2 separate regions of the Sus scrofa genome follow, and region 1 is linked to region 2. Evidence: chromatin contacts called from public Hi-C data. All regions are on one chromosome and are shown on one strand. Each heading gives the region's core, a stretch centred on a gene start, on an enhancer-like site or on the middle of the called end of the contact. The rest is flanking DNA. Distances are from core to core; before and after follow the strand shown.

The links. Hi-C and Micro-C count contacts between places; a contact is called where the count stands out from the background.
Region 1: a contact with region 2 is called in a Hi-C map of liver, with 3 times the contacts expected there. The contact joins the promoter of PACSIN3 here to the promoter of CELF1 in region 2. A contact is called at or near these places in 1 of 47 Hi-C or Micro-C datasets (liver) and 1 of 2 datasets of contacts at active chromatin or transcription factors (alveolar macrophages).

The regions. Positions count from the first base shown.
Region 1 is chr2:15,378,947-15,384,904 of Sscrofa11.1, reverse strand. PACSIN3 (protein kinase C and casein kinase substrate in neurons protein 3) reads right to left here and starts at 4,608. Exons shown (of 10, transcript XM_021085228.1): 1 at 4,448-4,608.
Region 2 is chr2:15,063,426-15,068,954 of Sscrofa11.1, reverse strand. CELF1 (CUGBP Elav-like family member 1) reads right to left here and starts at 2,431. Exons shown (of 16, transcript XM_021083082.1): 1 at 2,264-2,431.

The DNA of each region.
Region 1 (5,958 bases), core at 3,359-5,858, 310 kb before region 2:
AAGCTGCCACTCAGCTTCTGCCTTGAAGCTAACGAGCAAAGCAGGGGGTGAGGGTGGGGCCGGCAGCGTCCAGGGCGGTGCCCTGCTCCCCCGATATAGCAACTGCTGTCAGAAGTGCCAGATTCCAGCCAGGAGAATGCCAGGCGGGTCACACGGTCCAGCCAGGGATTACATGGCAGGCGGGGGTGGGTAGTGGGCAGAGGGCCCCACTGCCTCAACCACAGATGAGAGGACACCTGCCCAAACCAGGGCCCCTGTGGCCACTCCTGGAATAAGGCAACCCTTTACCAGACCAGGCCAAGTCAGAGGGTGCCTGGCCATACCCCAGTAGCTCCCTTTGCTGGGAAGGGCAGACTGGGACCCAGGAGACCTGAGTCTTATCTTGGCCATGAAGCTTGAACAAATGCATTTTACTGTCCTCTCCTAAGAGGCCTCAGCTCCCTCCTAAGATGGAAATTCCACCTCTGGGTCTGCTTCTGTGCCAGGGCTGGTGTGAGACTCAAACCAGTCAATGAACAAGAAATGTGTGAGGCCCCACAGTCACAAGGGACACCTCCTGCTCCACAGCATCCACTGAGGTCCCACAGGGATCCGTAAATAATGAGTAACTCAGCCCTGCCCTCAAAAAGCCCAGAGGAGGAGGAGTCGGACAGGTGATCAGCCAGTTACATGCAGGCATGAATGTGCCTCAGAATTAGAGGGCAAGACAGATTCCAACCACAGAATCAGCGCCCCCCCCCCAAGGGGCTAGAGGACACAGAGGCACGCAGCCACTCCCCTTCTGTCTCTGGGCAGGGTCTCAGCTGTCCCCAGCATCAATTTAAGCCCTTAGAAGGAAATCTCTTCCTCCTCTGAGCAAGCCCCAGGGACACTGCCAGGCCCAGGAGGACTGTGCTTGTTGCCCCCAAAGCAGGGCTCTAAGAGTATTTCCCAGACTGATGCACCCCCTCCCCATCCTTCAAAATTCATAGTAAGGCCTCCTCCATTCCTCCATCCCCAGCTCCCACCCCATTCTCATATCCCATGGGGTTGTGACTACAGGACAGGATCTGTCCCCAGTCACTCACAGAGACTTCCTGAGGGTCCAGCTTGTGTTTCTTCAGGAACTAGAATTAGTAGTTTAATGAAAAAGCAAATGACCTCCATCTGAAGACCAGGGAAACCTGCTGGCTGTGCAGCTTTGAGAAAGCATGGCCTGAGTGGGCTTCCACCCCTCAACTAACAGGAGGAAGAGCTGGGCCTACAGTGGAGGGGCCTGTGCACAGAGCAGGAGAGGGGCAGAGCAGCTGGCCCCACCAGGGTCCTCTTCACTTCTCCTTGCTTCTCCTTGAGTCCATCCTATTTAGCCAGAAAGGAATTGCCAACCAGATGGAGAGAAAGAGAGCTGCAGCTGTAAATCCCAGGGCTGTCCCAGTCAGGCATCAGGGGCCTGGGCCCCCTGCTCGTTCCAGCCTCCGTGCTCCCCGGAGAGCTGCCCCCCACTGGTTCCCTCTCTCTGGCCCCAGAACAGAGCAAGCTGTGTGTGCAGGGCTGGCACTGCTCCCTTCAGCCTCCCAGAGCAAACACCAGCCCAAGCCGCAGGCAGAGCCAGGCCTCACTGCCCTGCCAGATCTAGCAGCTGAAGTGGGCCTTGTGCCTTGCCCCTGCTGAGGAGGGCCAGCACCTTGTACCTCCTGACCCCAGCAGAAACCCAGATTGGTCCCCAGGACACACTCCTACAGGCAAGAGCTCAGAATGCAGATAATGAGCCTTCCCAACCCAGGGAGCGTGCACCTATTGGGCTGAGACAAGTCTGATGGGGCTTGGCTGGGTCTCCTCACAGCTTCCTGAGCCAAGGTAGGGAATCTCCGGGTTCTGGGAAGAACCTACTCTTACTTACTGAGCCCCCATCCTTTCCAGAAGCGGGGAGGGGGGGCATGCCCCTGGGAGGGAGAACTGCTGTCCTGCCCTGCCCTGCCCTGCCCATCCTCTGTCCTGACTCACAGGCTGCGCCCAGGGACCTCAGCAGCCCTCTCGGCAGCCCCCCCGTTCGGACTGCAGCCCTGGAATTTGAAGGCACAGGAGGGGGCGGTCCACTGGTCCAGAGAGGGGCACTTAGGTAGAATCAGCAGCCGGAGAGAAGCGGGAGGCTGGGGGAGGGGGTGGCGCGGGGAAGGAGGAGGAGGCAGGGCCAGGGAGGGGCATAACAAAGGGGCACTTTTGGAAACCCGACCTGCCGCCTGAGGTGCCTGCTCCCTGATGACGCACTCCAAACCCGGAGCCCTCACACCAAACCACCCAGCCCAAGGGCTGCCGGTCTCTGGCCCCAACCCTCATGGACGGCACCCTTCCACCAGCCTCTCTGGCGGCCGGCGCCGCACAACTCGCAGCCCAAGGAACCCACGCGGAGCGGTCGGGCCAGGCCTAGCCATGGAGACTCCAGGACTAATTGGCCAAACTTGTTGAACTTGGCCTCGGCGGGGGTGGAGCCAGCCGGTCACCGCTCAGCGGAGGGGGCGCACCCTGCCTTGGCCGGCGCCGCCGTGTACTCCAGATGGTGGCCAGGGACAGCGGCCCCAGGAATTTGAGCTCTTTGCAAAGAACGAGGGGTCTCTAGGGATCAAGGTCCCTCCTGGGGTCCCAGGGCGATTTGGGGGCTTTTAGGGACCCCAGGAGATGGTGTGGCCTGCCAACCCCGACGCCTCCCTCCCCCTGGCAGGTCTGGGAAATTGTCGGGTGCGCTGCGCCGCAGATGAGGCACCCTGTCGGCTCAGCGGCAGCTCTTGCAGTCTTCCCGCAGGGCGCGGCGGCCGGGGGCTCCCCCGGCGGGAGTCGGTCCCATTGCAAACTTTCGGAGCGGGAGGAGGAGAGGGCGGGCTCGAGCAGCAGCTCCTGCCGCCGCCTCCCCACGGTCCCCGCCCGGGCAGCACTCACCGCGTCCTCCCTGGGCGCCTCGGCGGGTGGGGGTCTGGCCACGCTCCTGCCCGAGTCCTGCGGCTCCCAGGCCGGGGCCACCGCCTCCCGGAGTGCGCCGGGCCCTCCCCCGGGAAGCCCAGCCCCCGGCCCCGCCCTCTCCTCGGCTCTGCTGCCCCAACCCCACCGGCTAGCGGCGGGGGCGCAGGAGCTGCCTGCATCGCGGCTCCAGGGGCGCGGGCCTTGGGGTCTTGGGTCCCGAATGAGGGCCGACTCTCCTGGGTGGTGCCTCGGCGCTATAGGGAGTCAGATTTCGGCTTTGCCCCTCCCAGGCCTCCTCAGAGCCTGGGAGACCAGTGGAAGCGGGAAGGGATGGGGCCTGCACCGGCTCCCTTTGGAGGGAGGTCTGGGGCTACACTGCCTTACTCTTTTTGCTGAGCACAGCTTTCTTAGTTAGAAATTAGCTCCGACGAGGCTCATAACCATCCTCTTGCAAGCATTAGGGCTCCCGTTGAATAGATGCAGAAAGTGAGGCTCAGAGACCTCAGAGCTGTAGTCAGGCAGGTCCGGGACTCCAAAGACCCCTTCCTTGCACAGCCCTCCTTGCCAGTCTGGGGGCCCATTCTGAGGACTAGGTCTGACTTCGGTGGGGGTGGGGCAGAAAGGCTTGAGCTCCTCCCCCTCCGCGTTATTCCCAGATAGTGTATCACGATTCTTTTTTTTTTAACTCAATGAATCTTATTACATTTATAGTTCACCACAACGATCATCACAACCCAATTACGATTCATTCTTAAACCCCTTCGCCCTTCCATCCCCTTTGTCAGCTACCAAAGGTTTGGTAGATCTTTCCAGAATGCCCCGATACCACCCCCCACACTGAATAAATCCCTTCTTCCTCACCCCCTTGCCCCCCACCCCGAGACATTTCGGAGCCTATCCGTCGGTTATTTATATCCACTGGAGCGGTCCAAGAATGTTCCGAGGCTGACCTAACCGCCACCTGCTCGACCGCCTCTCCCTTCCCGCTCCCTCTAGGGCTGGGGGACCCGCGGCGCTGCCCTCCGTCTGGCAGCAGAAAGGGGGCGCAGGTCGCCGGAATCCGACGCCTGGGCCGCTCCGGGAGTCCGAGCGGCCCAAGTTGCTGGGGGTTGCAAACCCTCCCGCGTGCTCTGAGGAGCGCCTCCCCAGAGGACAGAGCGGCGCTCTGGGAGGCCAAGAGCCATGCTGTTCTCCCCGCAGCACGTACTCTTCGTCCCCACCCGCTGCAGCCCCACCCCCGCCCCCACTCCTTGAGGAGTGTGAGTATGAGAGCACAGATTTTCAAACGGCAGCTTTAAAAATAGCAAAATTATGTAGTTTCTAAATCCCGGAGGAATCACGTTCGCGTTCTTTGGGCAGATAAATCTGCTCATAAAATGGAAAGGGGGCCTAAAGAGAATGAATGGGAGTAATTTCAGGTGGTAATTTTAGCTGCTGAGGGCTGACTTCTCCGCAGTCCTTGTGGGAGGGTGCAATCGTCAGCTGGGCACCTGAGACAGCTGCGCAATCGTACCTGAGTAGTGGATCCTTGCCTTGGCGCTCACAGGGTGTGTACGCAGCAGAACGTAGCTTCTGAAACAAGTTTCAACACCCACTCTCTCTGTTGGGACTTGGACAAGTCCTTTTTCCTCCATATCTGTTTCTACCTCTGTGAAACATGACGGGTGACTGGGCTGACCTCCCAAATGGGCATGTGCCCCAGCTAATTAATGATTGTAAAACAACTAACTGCAAATCAGAGGAGCTGAGGTAATAGCTAATGACAGCCATAAGGTTCTGTATTATTCAAAATCAGTTAACATCCCACCTAGTGCCTGGGGGCCTCTAGGCACCTGGACAGAAAGTGTGAAAACACAAGAATGAAGTTAATTACAGGAGCCACCTATTAAAACCCTATTAAAAATAAAGGCTGCAAGCCAGGCTTTGGGATCTGAGGAAGCTAGGTCACAGAGAGACTCAGAAAACAGGGCTGTTCATCAGACCACAAGAGGGAATGCTAGTGGAAAACATCTGGCTTCCCCTGGGTTCAGATCTGGAGGCAGCAAGCAGAAATGTTGCAGCTGATCTTAATTGCCTCTAAAGTACTGCAGGGAGAAAAAATAAACCAAAACCCAGGGATACTAAGCTGCTTCAAGGGTGAAAGGAGACAGAGCTAACCTTGGAAAGCCAACCCCTGCCAGTGCTGCCCCAGGGCTCATATGTCTGTGCTCTGTGGCCAGAGCCCCTACACATTCACAGGGCTCCACCGTGAGGTACACAACTTGAACAGAGTTTAAGATGAGATGCCCGAGGTCAGAGACTAAGCGGACAGAAACCCAGAGACGCAGCTTGGCTCAGGGCACCAGGCGGCAGATTGGTCCAAAGCCCAAGTTCACAACACTCACAGACTCACCTTGACTTTCTGGAATGTCCTAACCACAGTACCTTCATTATTTATTTATGCCTTCATTCATCCAGTCAAGAAAACATTTGAATTTTGGCTTTATGCTTAGCCGTATGCTGGGTGTTGGGAATACAAAGACCAATAAGGCAGAGCCATAAGTTTATGATAATGAGATAATATGGACAGGAAGTACTATGGGAAAACAGAAGCAGAAGAGACCACCTTTCACTGAGTGATGACACTTGACTGGTCTTGATGAACAGGAATGAGTCATGTGCAGAGGCATTCTAGGCGGGAGCACTAGGGTGTGCCAAGCCCCAGAGGTGTTAGCTTATGACTTGGTGACCCAGCAATTCCACTTTTTGGTATCTACCCTAGACAAACATGTACAAGTGCAGAAAAAGGTACAGGGAAATTTGTGTATAGTATTTTTTTGCAATAAGGGAAAAACTGCAAACAGATGTCAATCAAGAGGGCAATGGTTGAATAATCCTAAAGTTCACTCATGCTGTGGGTTGCTCTGCAACATTTAAAGCACAGTGTAGATAGAGATGTGGAGGGTTGGGGGGGTATTTTTGGCTTTTAAGGGCTCACCCGAGACATATGGAGGTTCCCAGGCTAGGGGTCGAATTGGAGCTGTA
Region 2 (5,529 bases), core at 1,182-3,681:
AAAGAAAAGAAAAAAAATGGAAATCTTTTTTTTTTGTCTTTTCGTCTTTTCTAGGGCTGCTCCTGTGGCATACGGAGGTTCCCAGGCTAGGGGGCGAATCAGAGCTGTAGCCGCCGGCCTACGCCAGAGCCACAACAACGCATGATCCGAGCTACGTCTGCAACCTACACCACAGCTCAAGGCAACGCCGGATCCTTAACCCACTGAGGGAGGCCAGGGACTGAACCCGCAAACTCATGGTTCCTATTCGGATTCATTAACCACTGCACCACGACGGGAACTCCTGAAAAAAATGGAAATCTTTAGAAAATAAATTATTCTGGCTCAAATTTCACTGTCTACCTCTTACACCACAGACACTTTTACAAATTACTGCACTAAAGCTCAACTGACACCATGTTAAACAGACACTTTCTCCTCCATTTTGCAGATGAGAATAAACTGAAGCTCAAAACAGTGGCTTGGTCAAGGGTGTATAGATAGTAACATCGCAAAGATTACAACCCAGGCCTTCCAATTTCAAGCCTGGGTCTGCTTCTATTCTGCCACATCTTAAAGGGCAGATATGCATTACTGCTCATGACATTGTTTAAAAAAAAATTGTGTGGAAACTGTTCTAAGAGCACTTGCTACCTAATCTTGAGCAAGTAAGTCACTTAACCTCAGTTTCCTCATCTGAAAAGTGAAAGGGTTGGAAAAGCTTAAAAGGCTATCTCTAATAACCCCACCAGCTAATAGACTTTAAGTCTAGGCACCACCTGAGAAGAAAGCCCCTGGACAAGAATGAATGGTTGGAAAGAAGCTGAGGCTTATGCTCTGGGCGGAGAACCGTTCTTAATGGAAACAGGTGGTGGACAGTCAAGAGGAAAGAACCACTGGGGAAACCATAAACTTCCTGGTTAAATCAACAGCTGAAAGCGCCGGCTTTGCTTTACTAACAGCAATGTTTCAATCAGGACTAACTCAAGATCAGAAACCACACAAAGTAAAGCTAGAAGAATATCAAAACACAGGGGTAGAGGAGGGACCTGTAGCCATAGTTATATATAACTATGCTATGATAACTGGATGATTTTCCAAGTAGACTTATTAATGTTAAAACAGAACGAACCCTTGGTGATTCTGAGAGAAGACTCTTCTTCACCAAAAATTTAAGGAGAAAATGAAACTTGCATACCACTCTACAAGATGTCACACTTGTGGAAAAGATCCCACCCAACATTTGCGGAAAAGGTGAAAGAAAGCAATTAAAGCCTCTCCAAACTGCAGGGAATCAAAGAGAGTGAAAAGACCTTCATTAACGGTGAAGTTTCTGTAAAGGATTCCTCTGGTATTTGTAACCTCTTACACTGCAGACATTATAAAGCACTCAGTGCTATCTGAAACTGTTATACAGCCTTTTCACTCGAGAGTAATAAAAAGTACAGTATTTACTTCGCTGGCGAGAAAAAGATTCCATTTTGCTAAAACGGGCTCCGACCAAAATCTCACCACCTATCCCTTAACTACGAGGACAAGACTAAACCAAGGAGAAGCTACTTAGAGCCCATGCAACAGTCCTAGAGAATTCAAACAACATCCTGCCTTGAGAACCACAAGACACCAGCGGCTTTAAATCCAAACCAAGTACTTAACGAAAAAAGCTCACCGCGCTTCTGGGTGCGAGATTCCAGCCCCGCTACTAGGCCATGACTGGGTGAGCACCTGACATGGGGGGGAGGGCGAGCCAGGGCCCTAGCAGATCTGGGGCGAGCAACCAGGGGCTCTCGAGGCACCACGGGGGAAGCTCAGCCCTCTAGAGGCAGGGGTCCTGGGGACCCCCCCACGGTAGGCACCAAGAACACGTGGGGCGACAGGAGCAGGGAAGGGGTGTCCTGGGCAGGCAGCCTGGGTCTGGCACCGCGGCAGGAAAAAGGAGGAACGACTACCCCTAGACAGAGAACTGAGTCCTCTGGGCCCCGAGAGTGCAGGCAAAGGGCGCGGAAAGAAGCAAGGCCACGAGGAGGGCGGGTCTCCCTAGGCACGGGGGCACGCGCTGGGCAAGCGCAGCGGAACCCGGGCAGCGGAGGACCCCGACACACGCGAGGAGACCGCAGACCTGCCTCCACGACGCGGCGAACTAGGAGCGGCCGCGCTCGGAGGGCCCTGTGACCCGCGGCTGCCCGGACCGGACCCGCCCCGCGGCGCCTCCCTCCTGCCCCTTTCCCTCCCTCGTTCCCTCCCTCCCACCCGCGGCCCGTTATCCCGCGGCCGCCGCACTCACCAGCGGCTGCACCTTAGCCCGCCGCTGCCTCAGCTGCTGCCTGCGCCTTCGCAGCCGCCGCCGCTGCCGCCGCCTCGCTGCTGAGGCCGAGTCCCGGGGGAGCCTCCGCGTCCCACCGCCGCTGCCGCTGCCGCCAGAGCAGAACACCCCAAAATGGCGGCACTTCCGGCACCTACCACCGGCGGGGAGGGCCAAGCAGGAGGGGGAGGGCGGCGAGGGGGAACGTACCACCGCGGGGCCGCCCGCAGCGCGGATCCGAGCGGAGCACCGCGCAGGGGCGGGCAGAGCGCCCGGCACTGCAGCGCCCCCTGGGGCTGGGGAGTGGAGAAGCAGCCGCGCCAGAGCCCCCGGGGCCTGGGGCGGAACCCTCAGCCCTAGGAGCGGCAGGGGCACGTCTCTTTGTCTCCCAGCACTGCTCTTGGGAAGAGTGGGAGGACCCCTGGCTTAAGAAGCTGAAGTTCTCGGCTCTGCGCCCCGCACCCACAGGAGTTCTGGATGAACTGGTGGGCTAGGACCTCTGCTTGGAACTGAATATGCGCGTAATAAAATATTTGATGAATGAATGGATGAGTGAATGGGATGGTGCTTGGCCAGCGCTGGGCACATGACACACCCTCCTTTCTACCCAACGGACAAGCAGCAGTATCCAGGCCTTCCTTCTCTACTGAGATGTGGAATGTGAGTGTATTGCAAGCTTTCAGAGTTAGCAGGATGATTGGCTGTATGAGCACACAACCTTGCAAAAATCCTTGCAGCGCTGGGAAGCTCATAAAGGTGCTGTTAAGAGACTGATTTTCCAGCCCTAACCTTCTTCTCCACGATTTTTTTTTCTTTTTAAGTTTCTTTTTTTGTTTGTTTGTTTTTTGTTTTTTGCTCTTTAGGGCCGCACACTCCGTATACAGAGGTTCCCAGGCTAGGGGTCAAATCGGGGCTACAGCTGCCGGCCTGCTCCACAGCTCACAGCAACGCCCGATCCTTGACCCACTGAGCGAGGCCAGAAATGGAACCCGCAACCTCGTGGTTCTTAGTCGGATTTGCTTCTGCTGTGCCATGATAGGAATTTCATGATTTTTTTTTTTTTCAATAACCCAGGTAAGGTCCCTGAAGACCTTCAGAGTGACCCAGGAATCCCAAGATCTAGGTGGACTGCAAACAGTACAATAGTTCGATCGTTCCTTTGTTTTTTTGGGGTGTTGGCTTTTTTTAGGGCTGCACCCCCAGCATATGAAAGTTCCCATGCTAGGGATACAATCTGAGCTGTGGCTGCTGGCCTATGCTACAGTTCGACGCAGCTCAGGACTTCGCAGATCCTTAATTCACTGAGTGAGGCCAGGAATGGAACCAGAGTACTTAAGGATTCCACTTGGGGTTCTTACTACTGAGCCATTATGGGAACTCATTGTTTGTTTGTTTGTTTGTTTTAAAGGCCAATGTCATTTATTCCACAGTTTCTACACATCGTGGAATAGTAAAATACAGATAGAGAAAGAAAACTTAGTTCTGGGACCCTTTGGCCCCAGCAACACGCAAGTAACTCATGGGTTTGGTTTGCAAATGATTTCTCTATAACATCTGGCTTCCCAGAGCAAATAATTCTCATACCCACAAATACTGATTATACCTTACCACAAAAAACTGATGGACTCCCAAGCCGAAGCCTCAAGTGTTTTCCCATGTGTTGGAAGCACTTCTTTCCCCCTTGGGGGAAGAAAAAATCTAATCACAGTGTTTATGATACCATATAGATCAGAACAATTAGCCCCTAAATTTTACACTATCATATTTCCTAATTGCACTGTGCAGTTTACCATTTTATATACATTTATAATGCTGATATTTGATCTTGTTAACAGTTTTATGTGTCATTTAATGAAAACATTTTTTTTTTTCTTTTTATGGCCGCACTTGCAGCATATGGAAGTTCCCAGGCCTAGGGGTTGAATTGGAGCCATAGTTGCTGGCCTATACCACAGACACAGCAACACCAGATCTGAGCTGCATCAGTGACCTATACCTCAGCTTGAAGCAACACCAGATCCTTAACCCACTGAGCAAGGCTAGGGATTGAACCCACATCCTCACAGACACTATGTCAGGTTCTTAACCCGCTGAGCCACAACTGGATCTCCCCTCCTTCAGGTCCTGACACTTTATCAGCTATGCTTCCCTGACACACCCGCCGTTTTTTTTGGTGGGTTTTTTTTTGGTTTTTTTTTTTTGGTTTTTGTTTTTTGGTTTTTTTTTTTTTTTGCTTTTTAGGGCTGCAAGTGTGGTATATGGAAGTTCTCAGGCTGGGAGTCAAATCAGAGCTGCAGTTGCTGGCCTACACCATAGCAATGTGGGATCCAAGCTATGTCTGTGACTTACACCAGAGCTCATGGCAACACCAGATTGTTAACGCACTGAGTGAGGCCATGGATACTAGTTGGATTCACTTCCACTGAGCCACAGCAGGAACTCCAAGACCACCCTATTTAAAATTACAGGAGTTCCCACTGTGGCACAGTGGGTTAATGATCCAGCTTGTCCCAGTGGAGGCACCGTTTTTATCCCTGGCCTGGCACATTGGGTTAAGGATCCAGTGTTGTTGCAACTATGGCATAGGTTGCAGTTCTGGTCCTGATTCGATCCCTGGCTTGAGATCTTCCATATGCTGCAAAAGGTGGCTGAAAAATAAAAAATAAAATTACAGGAGTTCCCTTTGTGGCTCATAAGGTTAAAGATCCAACGTTGCCCTTGTGAGGATTTGGGTTCAATCCCTAGCCTCATTCACTGGGTTACAGATCCAGCATTGCCACAAGCTTCGATGTATGTCTCAAATGCAGCTGGGATCTGGTGTTGCCACAGCTGTGGCATAGGCTGGCAGTTGCAGCTCCAGTTCAACCACTGGCCTGGGAACTTAACACATGCCACAGGTGCAGCCGTAAAAGAAAAAAATTTTTTAATTGAAAAAAATAAAATTTTGCATACATACACTCATGTTTCCAATCCCCCTTTCCTGCTTTATTTATTTATTTTTTTTGGCCACACCCACAGCCTATAGAACATGAGCCATGAATAGAACTTACATCACAGCAATGACAATACTGGATCTTTAACCCACTGAGCTACCAGGGAACTCCTGCTTTTTTTTTTTTTATCCAAAGCACTTTTCACTAACATATTTTGTATTTCACATTTCACTTATTTTACTTATAGTCTTCCCACACCAGAGGGTACACCCCACGGGGATAGGGATTTTGCCTGTTTTAAATCCTCAGGGGGAG